Linked DNA regions of Culex pipiens: region 1 is linked to region 2. The links are chromatin contacts, called in public Hi-C maps. All regions are on one chromosome and are shown on one strand. Each heading gives the region's core, a stretch centred on a gene start, on an enhancer-like site or on the middle of the called end of the contact. The rest is flanking DNA. Distances are from core to core; before and after follow the strand shown. Region 1 holds the start of LOC120428249 (tudor domain-containing protein 7B-like). Region 2 holds the start of LOC120428251 (F-box/LRR-repeat protein fbxl-1-like).

Region 1 (7,034 bases), core at 643-3,142, 130 kb after region 2:
CCCATTCGGCTCTGCACGACAAACGCGCCGGTGGCCTTCAGGAACTCGTCCGCGTTGGGAAAGCCAAACTTTTTGTACATCAGCGGGCCACCCTCGAGCTCGCGGAAATCGGCCAGCACGCTGTGCACGGTGGACGCGCCCTTTTTCGAGGTCACGATCGCGCGCAGCACCGAGACGGCCGCTTCGGCCTCCTCGGAGAACCTTTTCGGGCTGACGTTGGCCATCGTGTGCCTAGGGGGGAGGGCGCCCTGCAAGAGACAACAAAGCATTGTTTTAAACGAAATCGCACTGCCCGTACATTCCGTAGACGGAGAAATTTTGCATTTCTTTTGCTGTTGATCGTGCGCGGAGGGGCAAGGAAAGCGCCGCGGCAACAAAACAACACACACGCGCCCCTGAGGTTGCTCTCAATTTCTTTGCTTTATTGCTAATGCAGCACGACGTGAATGTGTATGAAGAGGAACGCAGTCAGTAGCGAAATACGAACATCACACACATGCCGGATGAGCTCTCTGGGTCAGTTGAACCAGCTTGGTTTTTTTTTTTTTAATAAATTGTAATGTTAAGACTCTATGCCAATAACTTCTTACGTCTATTAATTACCCTTAACCTACGATCTATCCCACTCCCTAGTTCAACAGTTTGTAGCAGCAATACGAAAGTGTCGCAAAGATAAACAACGAAACAGTAACGCTGACTGCATTCCTAAGCGGAACGCGGCGACGAAGCGACAACGAACAAACGATGATAATTTCGATTTCAACGTGGGGGTGGCTGGGCTGGGCGGTGCAGCTCGGTCAGGTGCTTTTCGCACAACCCAAATCGTGTCACGTCATCGCGCGAGAGACACTGCCAACGAGACATTTGTTGGCACTATCTTCCGGAATGTTCGGAACGCAGACCGCGAGCCCCCGAGAGTGAATCATTCATGTCGCAGCAAAATAATAATATTATGCTGATTGTGCGTTTATGTTTACAACATAAGAAAATGCGTGAAAGGTAAACAAAACAACAAGAGAAAACGAACACGCAGCTAAACAACCCACAGCAAGCGCTGTCTCTTTTGGTCGAGCATCCGTCGTGGTAAGCTTGGAAACAACGATCCGAGTAGACATTGGACACGTTGTAATCTTGTGATTTTTCATGTTTTGGTTGCAAGATGAAAAGGAAAATCCATGTTCAACTGAGAATAACGTAATGCAGTTGAGTATTATCAGCTGTTAAACTTTGGCTAACATTACAGGCCTCACCCTTCGACCTGATGCACTAGAGCAAGAGCTATTATGTAAAGGAATTTTAATTGCCTTCTCTTTCACTGTTACCGATGCTCCAAATCTGTAGGGACCGTCCATAACAAGTGCATTGGAGAAATTATCAATTTAAAATTTAAACTTGAATCATTAAAAAATAGCCATAAGAATATTTTGAATGGAATCGTTCAAATTAAAAAAATAAACATTAAACACCTCATCCCTGAAAGACCCCTTTCCGTGATCTCTCGATTCACTTGCTTCTCGGACTCTCTCACCCGTCCCACTCTGGCAAACGGCTTCTAGTGCTGTTATCTCCGTCTACCCATGAAAATCTTCAGCTAAAAGACAGAAGAAACGAAAAAAATGGTCCACGCAACCATCAGCAGCAAGCAAAAATTCAACGCAAAAAATCTTCAATCCAATCTCTTACCTCCAAACCAGCTCCGTATCCAGTTTCCGTATCCGTGCCGAGCAAAATCAAAACACCGAACCAAACACAATCCGCGGACAATCCCGTGGAAAATCTGCTGCCGCGTCTCGTGAAAGTGGAAAGAAAAGAAAACCGTAAACTCAAACACCGAACGAACGAAGCGGAGAATACACGACCGACCGAGCCGAGTGCTGGACTGCGAATGAGAACAGGCAACGAAGGCAGCGAGCAGCAGCAAGAGCGATGACAGAACGAAAGAAGAATGCAAAAACGACAACGAGGCGATCGTAGATAACGTGACGCTACATTTGCAAATGCACTTACAATAGGGTCCTAAATCCTGAAAATTAATAATATTAATATAATTTAATAAGTAATGTCGAAATTACGGGATAAGCCTCGCGCCATTTCGACGGTAACATTTCAAAAGACATTATGTACATTTTGACACTTTCTGGGTTATTGCATATTCTGAAAGTACTCCTAATAAGCTACCTCTCCACCAAAAATGACCAACAGTTACTTCAGTAAAGTCTGTTTAATCATGATTTTAAATAAAGTAACATAAACAAAATCTCTGCCATCAGCAGTCTCTGTTTATATAGCCCTGTCAACCTGTCAAACAAAAGACTACATGAACCTCGTGACGGAAAAAAAGCAACATGAACAAAGCGCCATGTACATTCGGCGAAGAAAACCGAATCATAACAAAGCGTCCCCCTCAATGCCAGCCGGGTGATATAAACGTTGGTGATTTCAAAAGATGTTATGTTTGTTTTTCTCAAATAAAATTACGGAAATAATGTTTTATTGAATTTGGATGATCAAGTATCAATAAAAGCAACGTTTTTCATCGTTTGTTATCATTAAAACATCTTATTTTGCTTTTATATTAAAATGGGAATTGAAAATGGATGCTCAACATTCAAATGCGTTTTTCTCAAAACGCATGGTTTGTACATGATGCTTTTTGAAATGTTGGCGTCGATTTACATTTGCCGTCGAAAAGCAAATCATAACAAAACTTTCCCTCCACTTGCAAAAGGCGCCATGTACATTCGGCGAAGAAAAAAGAATCATAACAAAGCTTAAGGGGAATTCCCCTCCAATGACAGCAGGGCGTGCAGCAGGGTGATATGTATAGATCGAGGTATAGATGATGGTGTGTGTGTGTGTGTGTGTGTGTGTGTGTGTGTGTGTGTGTGTGTGTGTGTGTGCAACCAATCAAACGGGACCACGCGGTCGCTTCTTACAAATTGAGTTGTTTCCATGTATTTTTTAGATCTACATTCTATACATGCAAATAACTCGCATAGGCATTTGGAAGGTGTTAGCTCTGCCGAGCTTCGGTGACCCATTTCTACGCTGGCTAGCCGAGCGCGAGGTACTTCAGCTTTATCGACAAGCCCCGCCCTGAAGAACGTTTGCATCAATCAGATTCAAACGTTATTTAGAACTTCCGAACCTTTGTCAAACGGACAAAGACCCAGCGCGTATATAGTTAGCACTAACAGTATTCCTAATTCCAGTCATAGCTCATCAAGCCACGATGGACTAGTTGTTAGCCTTTTTGTTTATCAACCTGGACGGGGGATCGAATCCCGCCTCGAGCAACTTTGATTTTTCGATCATGTTCAGGAGTTTCACGAATTTATATTTCTTTAACTTTCTCGTTGGGAGCAGATGGGAATCGAACCCAGGACCATTCGCTTATAAAGCGAACATCGTAACAATTTAGCCACGGCCACTCCTTCAACGCTTGAAATTAAATAAGATGCAAAAAGGAAATTCCTCACCGGGTTTGAACAACATGATCTTGAACAGTCGTTCTATGCCGGAGGAAGCACAGATCCAAATTACGGCCACAGGCGGCGATCCTGACGGATCCAAAAATTCAGACTTTCAGCTCCACGTAGTTGGCCAAATTCTAGTAATCCTCTTCAGACTAACGCCACCCAGCACCGTCCGATATAAAGCTGTCCGTAACGCGAATTGAGTAATTCTCTTGGTCTCTTGGCAGTTTGATGGTCTCCTTCTCACTTTCACTTCCGGCGCGGACCAAACAGTTTCCTTCTTCACTAGGAGCACAAGTTTTAGAACATTCGCAAACCGTTGAAATAACTTTAAAGACATTAAAATTTTGCCTCAAACATGAAAAAATCAAAACACTCCATGAAAATGACAGGAGCACAAAAATTTGCGTCCGACCCGTCACGCGACCTACTTCGATCCATCGAGGTATAGATGTTGGTGTTTTCAAAAGAAATTATGTTTGTTTTTTTTAAATAGAATGAGGGAAATAATCGAGGAAATAATAATTTATTGAATATGGATGATCAAGTATCAATGAAGGCAACGTTTTTCATCGATTATTATCATAAGAACCTAGATTAGAACACCTTCTTTTGCTTTTATATTAAAATGGGAATTGAAAAATTATGCTCAACATTCAAATGCATTTTTTCTCAAAACGCACGGGTTGTACATGATGCTTAGTGAATTTTCACGATTTCGCGAACACGTGAAATTCGTAAAATTTGAAGATTTCTGTGAATACCCGTGAAATTTATCAATTTCCTCAAATCTATTCTTTAAAATAATAAAGTAATAAATATTTCATTCCTAAAGGCTTATGGCCTATCTACAATCACTTAGCTTAGAAAATTTCACTTAGCTAAGGAATTTGAATCAATGGAAATGAAGCCGAGCTTCTACAATGGAAAAGTAATCAAATTAGAAACTGACGTATGGTTTGAAAAATTTCAAAATCTACGGTAAGTTGACGTTTCAATATCAAAGGTAAACAAACAACTGCATAGCAACGTATATCAGCCCAGCAAAATTTCTAAGTTGATTGTGGATGACGGCCGTAAGTTGCGTACTTTCCTAAGTAACTACTTTACTTAGATGTTCTAAGCTAAGTGATTGTAGATAGGCCATTATGAAAAAAATTATTAGTATTTAATTGAAAAGCGTGATATGAAACGTTTGAAAAATCGTTGGCAAAACATACATTAACAAAAAAATGTTACCACATTTTCTGAGATGTGAATGCTGCTGAATACTGATATGATATTAACAAAAATCAGTCAAAGCTATTTTCGGAATCATCAACTTATTGTGGATTTAGCTCATAGCTGGATTTTCTGGCATCTTCTCACGGTCATTGGAAACGGGCGTGGATAGACCTAGGGGTTCCTAGTTAGAGTGAAAAAAATCAATTTATAGAAAAAATATGGATTAAAATTTTGCTTTTTCATCACTTCTCCGACATCAGGAATAATTGTTTGAACATGCTCGCAATTTTTTTATTCGGTCGGAAAAATATTATTTTTCTTGAAAAAACTTTCATTTTTAATCACATGATCACCCCCAATTCTGGCTCGATGCCGCCATCATGCGACCGCGTGCTCCGTTTCCCAGATCGAAAGTCCGTAAACCCACGATGATTTGTAAGGCAACGATGTTTTTCGATCAGTTCGATGAACTGGTATGCTGCGCGTTAGAGTGAAAGAGAGAGCATCACGGGGTTGGGCACATGGTTGATCCGTAGCGCATTAGATTTACTTCCGTAAATATTTCGTAAATATCGTAAATACAGGCGTAAATATTATTTATCTGCACGTTGTTCGGAACAATCGGAACAAAATTTTGTTCAGTGTGGGTAGTGACAGTTCAGAACTGTCACTTGTTTGTTTCCTTCATTTACAAACTGTCACCGCTCCAATCCAGCTTGAGGTATATTTTTTCACCTTCAGGATTTCCGGAAGAAGATTGGGAACAGCGGGACCAGAAACGTCAGCACTTCTACTAAAGAAGCAAATGCGGGTGGTGACGGCAGGACCGTCGATGAAGCGGTCCCTGCCGGCCGAACTTCCACCACCCTCACAATCCGACCGCAGCCGTTACCGCAAGCCCAACTGGACCCGGGCATGCTGGAGCTGCTCACCAGCTCGGAGAACCATGCCCGCGTGTTGGAAGCCCGAGCCGTCGCAGTCAGAAAGCCGGCAGCGTTGCACACCCCCGCAGAACCAACGACGACGCAAGTGTGCTGGAGCAAAATAACGACCAAAAAGCACAAAACGTGGGACGGAACGTTGACCATCGTAGGCGGGAAGAGCGTCACATTGGGCGACGAGGACGGCAAGGTGATTGGGAGGGTTCGCGGTTGAGCAAGGAGGTTGAACTGGTGGAGCGGATTGATGGGGAGGTGGCCAAGGAGAATGATGTGCCGGTGAAGATGGTTCGATTCGAGGCGAGAGGAAGGTTTAGGCCGCCGGCGGAGTCGATGTGCGCCGGGAGTCCGATTGTGGTGTCGACACGGGTGTCGAGCTGGTTGGGACGGTGGGGAGGAAGCGATTGCGGAGGACTTTCTTCCGTTGATGATGCGAGAGCCTTCGTTCGATCAGTGGATGTATAACAAAGGGTTGCGTTCCGCTCACCAGCTGGAAGGGGTGAGCTTTCTGTACGAATGCGTTTTGGGAATGAAACGCGAAGACTCGGAACAGTTTGGAGCGATTTTGGCCGACGAGATGGGACTGGGGAAGACGTTGCAGACGTTGGCGTTGATCTACACCTTGAAGAACCAGGGACCTTACGGGCAGTCGATTGTGAAGCGGGTTCTGATCGTGACTCCGAGCAGTTTGGTGGACAACTGTGATCGAGAGATAACAAAGTGGTTGAAGCAGGAACGTAAAGATCCGTTCATCGTGGGGCCGAATAGCAAGTTGAAAAAGTACGCGCACCTGTTCGCGACCCAACGAGTTGTCGCATGGGGGGAGAAGGGAGAGGAGGGGCGGTCAATATCGTTTTTTTTTCATCATATCTAACAATACAAAAAAGATGATTTCACAAATAAAAAGAAATTAAACCAACGGCGACTTTTCCTTGGCCAGTGCGGACGCGTCCCAGACGAGCTTGGCACCGTCTCCGATGAACATCTGCACCAGCTACTGGCCGGCCAGCTTCGGGTAGGTCGACTTCGGTGGATGAATTCTCAGGTTCTTGAACTTGTCCTTGTGCGTCGTCGGCAGCACGACGGCCTCAATCAATTTCTGGATTTGCCTGTCCAACCCGCCAATGTCCGAATACTGCTCGGTCGGCCGGAAGTGTCTCCAGGATGAGGTACGAGTCCTTGTTTACGCCCATCAAATCGCCCGGCTTGAGTTTCTCTGGATCAACCAGGCCAAACACGGGCAAAAAGTACGCCTGCCGTGTCAAAGTCTTGATTACGGTGCGCTTGCCCTTCCGCTTGGAGTCCAGAACCACCACCGCCCCGTCGTCCTCCGTCTCCTGAGGGTCCACGTCCAGCAGCTCGATCGACTTGTCCTCCTGGGTTACCACCATCTCGA
Region 2 (6,558 bases), core at 2,604-5,103:
TCCCAAAACTGTATGGAAACTTGTATGGACGAACCAATAAGGCAAAATGTCATTAGAAAGCTATTTGGTTTACTGTTATGTCAAATCAAGTATTCCGAGAAAAACGCGTTTTAGTGTTTGTCACCGAATCTCCGTCAAGGCAATTTCCCATAAGGGTGGCATATTAGCCGTTTGGTTTTTCGCATTGGCAGCCAAATCTAAACCCTATTTTAGTAAAATTCAAGTTTCAGAAGATGCGTTGGAACATCCTCTACCACCTGGTGCTTCTAACTAGTTTTGTCAAAATTGGATATTAGCCGTTTTTTCAATGGTGGGCAGTTTAGCCTGATAAAAAAAATGATTTTTTTTCTCGCGTGAGGGACTAAACGTTACCAAACAATGAAATACCATGAAACATGTTTTATTCTCTTGTGATTCTACGTACACGCAATAATCTGTTTTACATCTTGTAGATAATAATCGCAACTTATGCAATGATAGTTTCCTTCTTTGTGTTTAAATATTCATAGGTACTGAATGATTTTTGCTCAACAATTTTTCTGTCAGTACAGTAGAAAATAAATAATCAATATAAAAACAACAATCAACAGGCCGCCGGCGTCGAGCAGCAGCAAATATTAAATCCGTTTCGGCATCGGCGGCGGCGGCGGTTTCTTCACAAAGTATCCCGCCTCCCCGAGGTACGGGCCCGGCTTGCTAATGTGCACCGTTTTCAGCGTGGGCACGGACACGAGGCGCAGGTTCGGCTCGGCGCACATGTTCCGACAGCCGCGCACATCCAGCGTGCGCAGCGCCTTACAGTGGATCGCGATGTAGTCCAAGCTGTGTGGGAGAGAGGAAGTTGGCGTTTGTTGAATGAGTGGAATTTTATGATTGCTTACCTGAAATCGCTGAGCTGGAAGCATCGATCCAGCGACAGCGTTTGCAGCCGTTTTAAGTGGATCGCAATCAGCTCGATACTTTTGTCGTTTATGTTGTGGCACTCGCTCAGGTCAACGACCTCCAGCGAGGGGCAGTTCCGAACGAGGGATTTGATTCCGACGATGGAAATCTGCTGGCACTTGGCCAGGCTGAGTTCGCGCAGTTCCTTCAGCTTGAAGGCGTACATCAGCGAAATGTCGGAGAGTTTGTTGCACTGGGAAAGTCGTAGCACGCGTAAGCCTTTGAGTCGATCGATGGACAGGCCGCTGGTGACGGCGTCTTCCTTGAACTCGTTCTGCTGGCAAATCTCCATCATGGCCCGTTTGCGCATCGCGTCGTTGACGATTTCCTGTTCGGCTCGGCTTCGCAGGGAAATTTTGTACAGTTCTTCTGGGGGATTGACCGGTAGTTGGACCGCTGGCATTGGTTCGATTTCGTCTGGATCTTGCTGAGCGGCAGGTTCGATCGTGTTGGGTACGGTCGTTTTGCTGGTTTCAAAGTCCTGCACCTTTTGCAGCATTCCAACGCCGGTCATCGCGCTGTCGGAAATCTTATCGCAATAGTCCAGGTTGAGATGTCTCAACCAGATCAGGTTTTTGAAGATGATCTGCAGACAGAGGTCCGATACGGAGTGGAAGCAGTAGCTGAGGTCCAGGAGGCGCAGTGATGGGAAATTCTCTGCAATTTTGATGACCGAGCTTTCGCACAGGTTTAGGGCACTAACGTACAGCTCAAGTAGAACCGGGTTCGGTCCGGCTGACGCGATACCTTGGATGATACCTTGGCCGGTGACGGATTCACACTCGGAAATGTCCAGTACTTGCAGCTTGCGGAGTCGGACTATCTGTTTGATTCCAAGGTCGGTAAGTGCTCGGCAACGGCGAATTTTCAGCGACTTTAGCTCCGGAAGGTGGGCGCAGATCTTCACCAGACACGAATCTGTGAAGCGCACCGATCGCGAAAAGTCCAGATGCTGGAGCGAACTCTGCTTTTGAACCAGGGTTGATATGCCTGGTTTGGTCAGCTGGTCACAGGAGTTCATGTTGAATGTTTCCAACTGGAGGCTTTCATATCCGGCCAAAAGTTCCAACGCGTCTCCATCGATCAACGTGGAGCTAAAGTTGAGTGACTTAAGCTTATCAGCTTGGCGTTCAATAAACTGTGAAATGTAGTAGAAAGTCAGCACGCTCTCGGAGGCGTCATCCGGTCGGCCAGGGTAGAACTTCCGGTACAGTCCCTTGTGGAACGAAATGTGACACCCGCAGAGGTCAATACTCTCCAAATTCGGCATTAGCGACACGGTCCGCTTGAACAAAGCATCCGAAAGGTACCGATTACAAGCCAAGCTCAATGTGGTCACATTCTGCAGCGTTTCCGCCAATTTGGCCTGATCCGAAGCAGACTCGAACAATCTCCCAGACATTAGCAGCTCGCGACATCCCTCGATACGGAGTGTTCTCAGGTTTGGAACACTCATCAGTATACTGGTGAACGTTTTCTCCCGAATATCGCACGCTTTGAAGCTCAGCTCGTAGATATTCTCGCCAAAGCGACTGAAAAACCGTTCCGTTTCATTGAAATCCACCTGCGACAGGACCACATTCTGAAAGTTGCGCGAACTTTGCAGCAGTCCGCTCACTGGACTCGTCGAGTCGCTAATGTGGGTTTTGTGAAAGGCCAAACAAAGATCGTTTACAAACTGCTGATACTGGGTCGCCTCAAGCCAACGTTTGCACGTTAATCCGACCTGGAACCGATCGCCCGGATTAAGGTATCCAAATATCTCCACCAGAATCTATTTTAGCGCACCGTGGATTAAAAGAAGAAAGAACTTTACTTAGTACTGTGTAGTTTTGTGACGTAGGTGAGATAAGATTACAACAAGGGGAAGTGGGTTAAGAGCAGCAAACAGATAACTCTCGACTCTGATGGTGAGAGAATGTGACGCTTTATTGCTTCCCTGATGCACCCAACCGGCGGTCGCATGATTTTGACGCATGGCGGCATGAAAGTATATCAGAATCTGCATGAAAACTGTCCTCATGCATTTTTTGCGATATAGGGGTATGACATTTTTGCCCGTTACCGACAATTATCGACATTACCGACGGCTTTTTGGTTGTATTTCACAAAAAAAAACCCTTATCAGAACGAGGATTGAACCACCAACTTCTTGGTTATTGATCCGACACGCTACCACCGCGCCATGGATGCTTGATGAAAAGTGAGTGAAAGAGCACCAACATATGCTTCTCTTTGGAGTGTTGCTCGGGGACGGGCCAGCCTTATATGTGTTGGTGAGAACTGCAGATCGCTGAAATATTTACACGCGGGCAAAAATGATCTAGGAACTTGCTGCAAAAAATGTTATAAAATGTGACATTTTCTGCAGCAAATCCACTGTTGCAGATTTTGAGATATATTTTTCCTTTGGGTGTGTTTATCTCTGTCTGGGTCGATGTCTGATTTGATAAGGTGATTCGCGACGAAAATTGTCCAAAAACAACACGTTTGTGCGACTCAATTTGAGCCTCCCTTGTTCACAATATAAAGAAATCAATCAAGTCACGGGATCTACTGTCGGGAACAGTAATTACAACAGAAAAAAAATGCTCACCTCCATCGGCAAATCACTATATTTGGGCCCAAATTCGTCGTAGACATACTGCTGTGGTCCCGTGTTGCTGCTCATGGTGAAAACCTGCGAAAAATAAACATTTTAATAAACGCCATTTAAAAAAAAAACTTCAAATAAAAGAAAAACTCATCCAAACTCACCAAAATTTAAACACCAAAATAAAACCGTGATTATCGATTCGAGAGTTATTGCGTTCACGACGACGACGACCAGAAAAATGCATAACCAGAGGCAAGTGACAGCTGAGTTTTAGTCTCTCATACTACTGTGCGAGCAAGTTAACACTACTAGCGAGTATTCGATACACCGAAACCAGCGCCATTCCATGAATGTGATTTCATGAAACTTGTTGAAAATTTTGCCGTTTTGAAGCTTTTTAAAGCACTAAAATTTTAAAGAAAATCAATTCGAACTTCCAAAACGCAATTTTCCACGCATTACGTAAGCAAGCCATGAGCTGTCTGCTTCACGCGTATTTAATACGCGCTGAAAAAAACACGTGTTCCACCGAGGCGTGCTTTGGGTGCGAGCGCCGTCGCCGACTTGTTTGATTTGGAATGATGGAATCAAAACAGAAGTTGAAACACGCACACCACACAACAGCTGAGAAGGCATCAAGCACTCCTCGCGGGGCGCCTACTGCCACCCCTTTTGATATTGGTGGATGTGTCGGAAAGAAAGGTTTGTGTGTGGTGGAAAAGACACCTTAGCCGCGAGTGTTGGACTGCGATTCTTAATAGCACAATGTTAGTATAAGTTAAATAACAAAATATTTTTAAGATCAATTTTTTAATTTCTCATTAATAAAATTTGTACCAGATTTTATTTAAAGTTTTTTCTCTCCCCCTTCAAAGTTGGCCCGAAAAATCAGAGGGCAAAAAAAAAATTCAAAATCTTCAAAATTTCAATGGAAATTGAACTGCAATCAGCTGAAATCAATTTAAAATGCATTCCCCTGCGTTTGGAATCATTTTTAGCATGTTTGGGTTGATTTAAAAATCTTATGAATTTTTGAAAATTGTCGATGTTTATTATCGCATAATGTTTTTTTGCTATTTTTTTGAAGTACACCTTCCCAGATGTAATATTACCCTGCTTTTTTTTCTGTGTACCTTTTACTCTTTTTAACTTCCACTAAATTACTTAGCTTTCATTCTCAAAGGGTAATTTTGCAGCAATTTTTCACCTTGGCTGTTTTTGTTGAAGTCCCCACCCGCTGATTGATTGGCGTGTAAAGGTTTCCTGATGTGGTTGAAAATTCAAAGGATCAAAACGCATGCTGCGATGCTCGACCTAGGAAACGGCCCAGGGCCAACTTTGATGCTGATGTTACTAGAATGCGGCCGCTGTTCTCACGATGTTGTTTTGGGAATTGAGTGAAATAAGCTGAAATTAAATTAATTAAATCCCATAGCTATTTGCTTTGCATATGAATGAATGGTAAAATATTGCTACAGTATTACAGGAAATATTGTATAAATTTCGAATCTGCAAAAAATTATGTAATCAAAAAACTTCAAAACTTGAACTTCAATTTAAGTGCAAGCAGCTGAAATGAATTCAAAACGATTCTCTCACATTTAGCATCATTTTATGCATGTTTAAATTTATTCAAAAATATTTGGAATTTTAGTGAAATGTTTGCTTCAGCTTTATTAAAAGTTTAAAAATTATGAAAATTCTAAAACTACAAGAAAGTATATTAAAAATATTTTTTAAAAACTGAATATAAATTGTTAAATAACATAACAAAATTTTAAAATTAAGCATACAGTCCAGACTCGATTATCCGAAGGCCTCCGAAATATTTCATTTCGGATAATCGAAACTTCGGATAATCGAATCACGAAAAAAAAAATCGTTGTCTAATTTTTGATTGTTGAGCTTAAGTATAACCCCTTAACTACTCTTAAGTGCTTAAAAAAATTGTAATCCAAGATGGCGGCCAATATGGCGGTGACGAAAGATTTAAAAAATGCATTTGAGTAATTCTCGCTGAAAGTGGACCACTATTTACACAAGGTGCTCAAAAATCAAATGCAATGTACTTTTCCAATAGCCCCCACCAAGTTATGAAAGAAATCATGTTTGGTTGGTTGAATTTTTCCTCATCTCGGCGCCACGAAGCTAAAACATTTTTTTCAATTGGTAATTTTTTGACTTAGGCGTGCCTACAAAATTGCAAATAACTTTGCAAAACTTCAACAAACCCTTGATGTTTAGGGGTGTTTAGGGGTCGAAAAACTGACAAATCCATTCGAAAGCTGAGACGATTTCACATAAAGGACCAATAAATCTAAGGTGTATGTTCCTCCTACTTTTTTAATCTAATTTTAATTCTGCGAGCACAGCGCTCCGTTCGCATTTCGGGCACCCAAAATGTTGCAATTTGCTTGCCCCATTTTAAGGTTTTGTCAAAAAATATAGGTGCTCACTTTTTAAATGATAGTTTATTGTCCAAGGATCAAAATGCACTTTCGATAATTGACCAATATTTATGTTTTTGGGTTCTTCCAGGCAATTTAATGTCGAAAAATTGTTTTTTTTTGTAAAATGCTCACTTACAATTGGGTGGACTTTTTTTTCAGTAGAACTAATGAAGAAAATGTAATGTAGAAAACGTAATTTCGATACTCCAGTGCCAAGATATTTTAGTTTTAGTAAGAAAAAAAAGTGCCAATTTTACAAATTTCTCGGAATCAACAAGCACGGCCTATTATTTACATGCGGCATGTGTTTTGGAGGCCAGAGTATGGTTTCTTATAGTTATTTTGGTCGCTGAATTCGGATCTGGAATCAAATTTCAGATTAACAGTTAAATTTGGAGCCACGCCCAAAAGTTATTTGCGGTAATATGCTGTAATTTTAATCGCTAGTGAATTCGGTCATATTTCATCTTTCGCTCACCTTTAATTGATATTTTACTCATGGATTTTTTTTATAGAGATTGTTTTTTTCAACTTCTGATTGTTTTAAGAGGCCTCGTGGCGCGGTGGTTA

The links. Hi-C and Micro-C count contacts between places; a contact is called where the count stands out from the background.
Region 1: a Hi-C map of embryo shows a contact between it and region 2, with 4 times the contacts expected there. The contact joins the promoter of LOC120428249 here to the promoter of LOC120428251 in region 2. A contact is called at or near these places in 2 of 3 Hi-C or Micro-C datasets (embryo and whole body).

Annotation. Positions count from the first base shown.
Region 1 is chr2:223,708,457-223,715,490 of TS_CPP_V2, forward strand. LOC120428249 (tudor domain-containing protein 7B-like) reads right to left here and starts at 1,893. Exons shown (of 9, transcript XM_039593237.2): 1 at 1,684-1,893; 2 at 1,529-1,591; 3 at 1-248. The coding sequence starts at 224. It also overlaps the pseudogene LOC120428261.
Region 2 is chr2:223,577,618-223,584,175 of TS_CPP_V2, forward strand. It overlaps LOC120428251 (F-box/LRR-repeat protein fbxl-1-like), which reads right to left and starts at 3,854. Exons shown (of 4, transcript XM_039593241.2): 1 at 3,700-3,854; 2 at 3,539-3,622; 3 at 882-2,716; 4 at 385-822. The coding sequence starts at 3,613. The coding sequence ends at 618.